Linked DNA regions of Mus musculus: region 2 is linked to region 1. A link is a contact called in public HiCAR-type data. All regions are on one chromosome and are shown on one strand. Each heading gives the region's core, a stretch centred on a gene start, on an enhancer-like site or on the middle of the called end of the contact. The rest is flanking DNA. Distances are from core to core; before and after follow the strand shown. Region 1 overlaps Rbms1 (RNA binding motif, single stranded interacting protein 1). Region 2 has its middle 15 kb from the start of Gm26422.

Region 1 (3,098 bases), core at 356-2,855:
GAGAAAAGTGTGCAAGCCTGCCACCCCTGATGTTCTGCTGACCCCCAGCCAACCTCAGGAGGTGACAGAGAAAGGCCTGTAGAAAGCCACTCTTATCACAGGTATCACCCTCAAAGCCGTGCCTTACATCTTTTAAGCCAGTTATCTGTGTGTCTTTTAATAGAATCTGATTTCTCTTTTTTCTTTCAGAGGTAGTCTCTCATCTTTGTAGGCCAGGCTAGACTGGAACTTAGTATGGAGCTCAGAACAGAATGGCCTTAAACTATAGCAATTCTCCTGCCTCAACTTCCCACACACTGGGACTTCAGCATAGCCATCACCACAGCTGGCTTCCAATCTGGGTCTTTTGAGAAGAAGACACACATTTAAACCATGTTTCCCACACCGAGGCTTTCCAGGAGGCCCGGGGCCGTTTCTGTCTGTGAGGCTTCATCCAGGTACTGCTCCACACAGAACTTCTAAGCATTTCCGTCCGAGTTCCCAGTCTCTGTCCAACCTTGGAATAAAACTTTTCTCTTAATTAGCTATTTTTAAAATCAATAAGAGCAAGCACTTCATGGCCACCACATGGCAGTACTGAGCAAGGCTGTGGAGTTAAGAGAATCAGCTACCTCAGTGTTGTCAGTTTACAGCTGTGTGTCTATGGGCTCCTCATACACCTGCCTACCCCAGAACCCAGTGTTATCAGCAACATCTCATCTCTGCCACCCCACCCCTGTGTCACTGCTTCAAATCACACAAGAGGGAAAGCCTTTAACTGTGTGGCCTTTTAATACCCTGCAGCATCCCCAACTCATTCGCAAGAACAGAATGGAGAGTGACTGGTCCCTGATAACACAACCACACAGCCAGACTTAAACTTCCTTCATAAAAAATCCCTCTCCCCAAAAGACATACTCAAGGCAATCCTTGACTGCATCAGCCTAAGAGAATCAAGTCCGGATACTCAAACCCACGATGTGATGGTTAGAAGAACAAGAGAGCTGCTGGCATTAAGACGTTAATTTGTAACCTTAAAAATAAAGGAAAAAGAAGAAACCAGGTACTGAAATCTATATGCTGCAGAACGATGGCACACAGCAAGCATCCCTGAACCTGTGCACTGGCCTTCCTCACAGATGATGGGGAAACACGTCCCTCAGCTAGCTCACAGAATAAAGCTGTGCAGTCCTTGAGTGGGGCTGGCATTCAAAGTGCATCACTGATATGACCTAGATTGTCAACCCACACTCAATCCTCTTTTGAATAAGCGAATGGTAATGATTTCTTCCAGAGATTATTTAAAATACTATGCTACTTAGGTGCTAGAATGTATGTAGGGGACTACCCTATAAAGGCCTTGGCATTGTGGATAAAACAGGCTCCTTCCTAACTCAGTTTCAACAATGCGTGTTGGTGCTCCCAGGATCCACAGGAAGAAACCAGACAACCTAGAGAAAGCCTGCAAGAATCTGGCTGTGAATTGGATTAGGATGTGCGCATCCCGCTCTTCTCTGTCTAAAAGAAACAGAAGCTGAGAATGCCATTCACTTGGAGAGAAACGCAGCCATGTTCTGAGCCTCCACATGTGGTCTGCTACCCTCTTGTTACCAGCCAAGCAACAGGGCTGTCAGTGGACCTACACAAAGCTTGATCTGAATCCCACCAGCTTGCTGTATACAATGGGTCTATGTGTGACTCAAAAGCCGAACAATGGGAAAGGAGCAAGCTGATTGAAAGGGCCTACCAGAATGGCTGGGAAGTAATTACTCTCTTCCCGATGGCTGGCAGAGGCAGATGGAAGCTAGGACTCACTGGAAGCTGGCTTGGCAATATACTGAATAATCCTAGCACTCATGAGCCAGAGGGGGAAGAATTTTGGATTGAAAGCCACCCTGGGCTATGTGTAAGATCACTCAAATACCCCAAAGAAGCAGCCACACAGAGTGATCCTAGTGTGAATTAGATTCCCTGTGGAAGGCTGCCTAGGAGGCAGGGAGAGAGTTCATCAGAGCAAGGCTGATGGTTAGCTTCGGGGGTGGATAGTAGATTAGGTAGAGAGCTCAGAAAAACTCCCAAGAGTACTGTATGAGAAAGAGCATCAATGTGTTACTACCCAGGAAAGAAGTCAACACCAGACTAACCAGACTAGGTTAGTGACAGGCCAATAAACCTTCCCAACTATGAAGGGGTTTAAAAAACACAGCTAAGGAGCTGAGAGAGACTGGGTAGAAACACATAAACGCGGGAAGGGAAACTTCACCATTGTGGCTTGATACTCAGGATTTCTGTGAAATAAGCGTATATATTTAAATTATAAGCACTATACATCATATATTAATAATCTCTTTTTGAAAATCAGGTATTTAGCTCCAAAATGTTAATCAAATGTTAAAATATTTTTGCGTTATTTTAGTAAGAAAGATTATAATACATTATACACTAATGACAACCCCCCCCCCCTCAACCAATCTTCTAAAATGTAATTAGATTGAGCTACAATGAAACTAAGCCCATTCATCACATGTCGGACTATAGATGCATATAATTAATGATTGTTGGGATGGAAACCTTCACAATGCTGCTTCCAGATCACCAAACTGTCGGCAAAGTTGCCAGCAACTAATTGCAATGGAGGCTGTGTTGCCCTTTCCCTTAGAGCCAGCAGCAGCCAACACTCATGGACTTGTAGGGCTCTGGGCAGTTTGTGGTATGTCTATGTATGCCCCCACATTACACTGCTTCTGAACACAGTAAGGCTTTCCCCCTAATAGACCCTTATTTAAATATCACATCGAATGAGGCTGGGCAACATGAATACAGAGGAATGGCTGTAAACATACTGAAAGAGATGCTAGGTTTTATGGTGTGAAAAATCAAGGGACAGGACTTTCTGAAATGGGAGTAACTGCAGAAGCCATGGGAACTGTGTCCTGGATATCATCTAAAGAGAAAGGGGGAGATTTGCAGAGTGACTCAGGATGGAGAGGGAAGGGCAGCATTGTGGTTTTCTGGGTAAGGTCTGCTTGTCCATGTCTAGTCACGTACTGACTGCAGGGCCAGAGTAAATGTGCTACAAATCAGAAAGCAGAGCAGGATCCCTGTCATCACACTTGCTT
Region 2 (3,098 bases), core at 308-2,807, 510 kb after region 1:
TAAAGAGAGAGAGGGTCACAGAGACAGACAAAGAGACAGAGACAGTGGATATATCCGTCATGAATGAATCATATAATTCTGTTGCTTAAAAAAAAATCTATACCCTAAATCAATAAGTAGTAAGGGAAAAAATGCTGACACCATTGCATATACTAGCAAGATTTTGCTAAAAGGACCCAGATATGGCTGTCTCTTGTGAGACTATGCCAGGCCTAGCAAACACAGAAGTGGATGCTCACAGTCAGCTATTGGATGGATCACAGGGCCCCAATGGAGGAGCTAGAGAAAGTACCCAAGGAGCTAAAGGGGTCTGCAACCCTATAGGTGGAACAACATTATGAACTAACCAGTACCCCGGAGCTCTTGACTCTAGCTGCATATGTATCAAAAGATGGCATAGTCGGCCATCACTGCAAAGAGAGGCCCATTGGACTTGCAAACTTTATATGCCCCAGTACAGGGCCAAAAAGTAGGAGTGGGTGGGTAGGGGAGTGGGGGGGGGACTTTTGGGATAGCATTGGAAATGTAAATGAGGAAAATACCTAATAAAATATTTTTTAAAAAGTAGTAAGGGAAAACAAATAAGATAATTTTATTTATATGAAGGCAGTTCATTGTCTAGCTGGGGACTGGGGTGAGTTAGGAGGTAAGCGGAGAAACTGTGAAAGCTACAAGAAGTCTTCTGAGAGAGGTAGACATGCTTGTTAATTTTAATTTGGTGATAGTTCATAGGTGACCTAATACCTTCAAACTCATCAAATTGTGCATCTTAGTATACAGTTTTCTTTGGAATATCTACACTATATATAAACTACGTGTGTGTGTGTGTGTGTGTGTGTGTGTGTGTGTGTGTGTGTGTGTGTAATATTTCTTTTTATGTCTCCTGGTGTAACCATTTATTTTTCAGCAGCTAGCAGCAAGTCACAAGAGAAAGCCAAGGCTCCCATTATATAATGTCCCCTGACAAGTGTCAGAGCATCTTAAAAGCGGCCACTGACTCCTTCCCTCTCATTACCCTATCTTCAGGCAGGATGCAGCTTTGCATCCTAATCTGAGACCTAATTGAAGCCATTTTAAGTTAAAGGGGGTTGTGGGGTAATGAGGTAAACCTAAAACACAACAGCCTATGAAAGGATACAAACGCAGGGATACAGACGCAGCCACTCTGAGATTTCTCAGTATTCTTGTTTGGTTTTTATGGTCTCAAATCAGCTGTCTTTCACAGGCCAGAAGAAAGGCTCCAATACAGCTTCAAATTCCCTTTATTAGAGCCTCACAGCCAAAGGGAACTAATTCTCCACGAAACCACAGTTTACAGGAAAAAGAAGAAAAGGCCCTATCTCACATCCAGGGCTTGCAATCAAAAGGTGGAGTCTGGAGGACTGGTTCCTGCCGTGCAGACAGGGGGACAGGAGTGAGGAGAGGTGAGCAAAATGGAGACATGTTAGCCAGAAAGTTTCCATCACATCCAGGATCCTAAACTCTGGCAATATGCAGACACTGTGTTTGTTTGTTTAGTTGTATTCTGTTTTGACTGGCTGTGGCACCAGGCCTGCATTCCTTTCCCAGAACTGCCTTATCCAGAAGATAACTGGTAACAGTCCCCAGGAGACCCTCCCTCGGCCTATCTAGAAGGCATTTCCTATTTGCTCTTTCTCAACCATAAAACAGAAAAGTAAGGTAATATTCACTTTTTACCACTCACTAAAATAGCAGCTGTAATTTCTTTTTTATCTTCTTGCCCCATTTATCTTTCAAATCCATTTCTCATCCCCTCTCTAGCTGCAGCCAAGGATGTTTATATCTAAAATGACTCAGGAAGGAAGTAGGGTTTGGCAGACACTCGCCTGCTTTTATATGCCTTGGGAACAGGCTCCTCACCCACTGAGAATAAGGTCAGTTTAATCCACTCCCGTGGGTAAAGTTAGTCAGCAAGGACTTGTTGAATCACCCTGTCCGAGTTGCCCAATAACAGCAAAAATGAAGCAACTTTGTATTGTATTAAGAACAACTGTTGAGTTAGGAATGGGGTACTATTTACGGTGATATCAAATAACAAAAGATGCTTCATTTTACGAATGTCAAAACGTTTACATTTCAAGTCCTCTTTGGCTCTGATGGAAGTTGAAAGTTGTTGTTTAGTAGGGTTATTTTTCTTATTGTGTTTCTCTCTGCCATCAGAAACACAAAACTAAACTATCATCTTTTCATATTTTATTTAAAAAAATGTCTATTTGCTTTCAGAATCCATTATGAAAATAAAAGTCATTTCTACCCTTGTCTAAACCACTGCTCTCAAAAGTACGTTCTTTGTTAGTTAGTTTTCAATATTTCCAAATTCACTTCAAAGAGCCTGGTTAATATTTAAAAGACTTTTCCCGAAGTCTTCCACCTCAGGCATAATTTTTATCTTCCCATGAGCATCCCTGCTGTAGGCCAATTGGGAATTCTAGTAGAAGAATTTAAGCTTCTTGTGGTCCAAATCTACCAATAATTCCCAGACACATCTTTTTCACTGGCTCTCTTAACTGTGCTTTTTCCTCTCTCTCTCCCTCCCTCTCTGTCCCCTCTCTCTCCTACCCTGTCCCCACCCCCAGTATAACTATATAATTTCTAAGCCATCACTGTGAAGTGCATTATACCATTTGTCTTTTAAACCTTTAAGGCTTATCACAGACCTAGTGTCATCCGTGAGGCAGACGGAAAGCTATTCAGCTTCTCCATTTGGAGGGAGGATGGAGACAGCGAAAGCCCAATGGCTTTTCACCAGTCATATGGCAGGACGACCCTGAAAGACTGAGAAGAAAACTAGCCAACTGCCTAACTCCATTCTCTCCACTCTATGGCTCAACCCACCAGAGCTCACTGTCCATAATTCTCTCAGCTAGTTCACAGGAGTTACGCAAGCCGACCTTTCTATTTTCAAATTATAGACATAAACTGCTAGTCCCTAACTGTTGATTTTAGACATTAACTTCTTCTTATGCTAAGCGGAGATTTCACCCCAGCAACCCATTTTCTCCACACAATGCATTTTCAATCACATTTTGTGATTCTGAAATCAACACTTCTAAATAGTCTACCTTCCACGTGTTTAC

Evidence for each region. HiCAR-type assays count read pairs that join an accessible place to other places.
Region 2: a HiCAR-type map of astrocytes shows a contact between it and region 1, with 3 times the contacts expected there. The contact joins two enhancer-like sites. A contact is called at or near these places in 2 of 484 Hi-C or Micro-C datasets (liver and nephron progenitors), 2 of 115 datasets of contacts at active chromatin or transcription factors (astrocytes and heart atrium) and 2 of 9 other capture datasets (embryonic tail and embryonic trunk).

Annotation. Positions count from the first base shown.
Region 1 is chr2:60,786,711-60,789,808 of GRCm38.p6, forward strand. The region is part of intron 4 of Rbms1 (RNA binding motif, single stranded interacting protein 1); the gene reads right to left. Among named protein-coding and RNA genes, the nearest start is that of Rbms1, 93 kb to the right of the region's middle. RefSeq lists an enhancer at 1-853. Within about 2 kb of position 1,606, at least 38 of the 459 cell types and tissues checked have an H3K27ac peak or open chromatin away from gene starts, as enhancers often do. A contact at or near this core is called in astrocytes, where this site is marked.
Region 2 is chr2:61,293,899-61,296,996 of GRCm38.p6, forward strand. No RefSeq gene overlaps it. Among named protein-coding and RNA genes, the nearest start is that of Gm26422, 15 kb to the left of the region's middle. Within about 2 kb of position 1,558, at least 77 of the 459 cell types and tissues checked have an H3K27ac peak or open chromatin away from gene starts, as enhancers often do. A contact at or near this core is called in astrocytes, where this site is marked.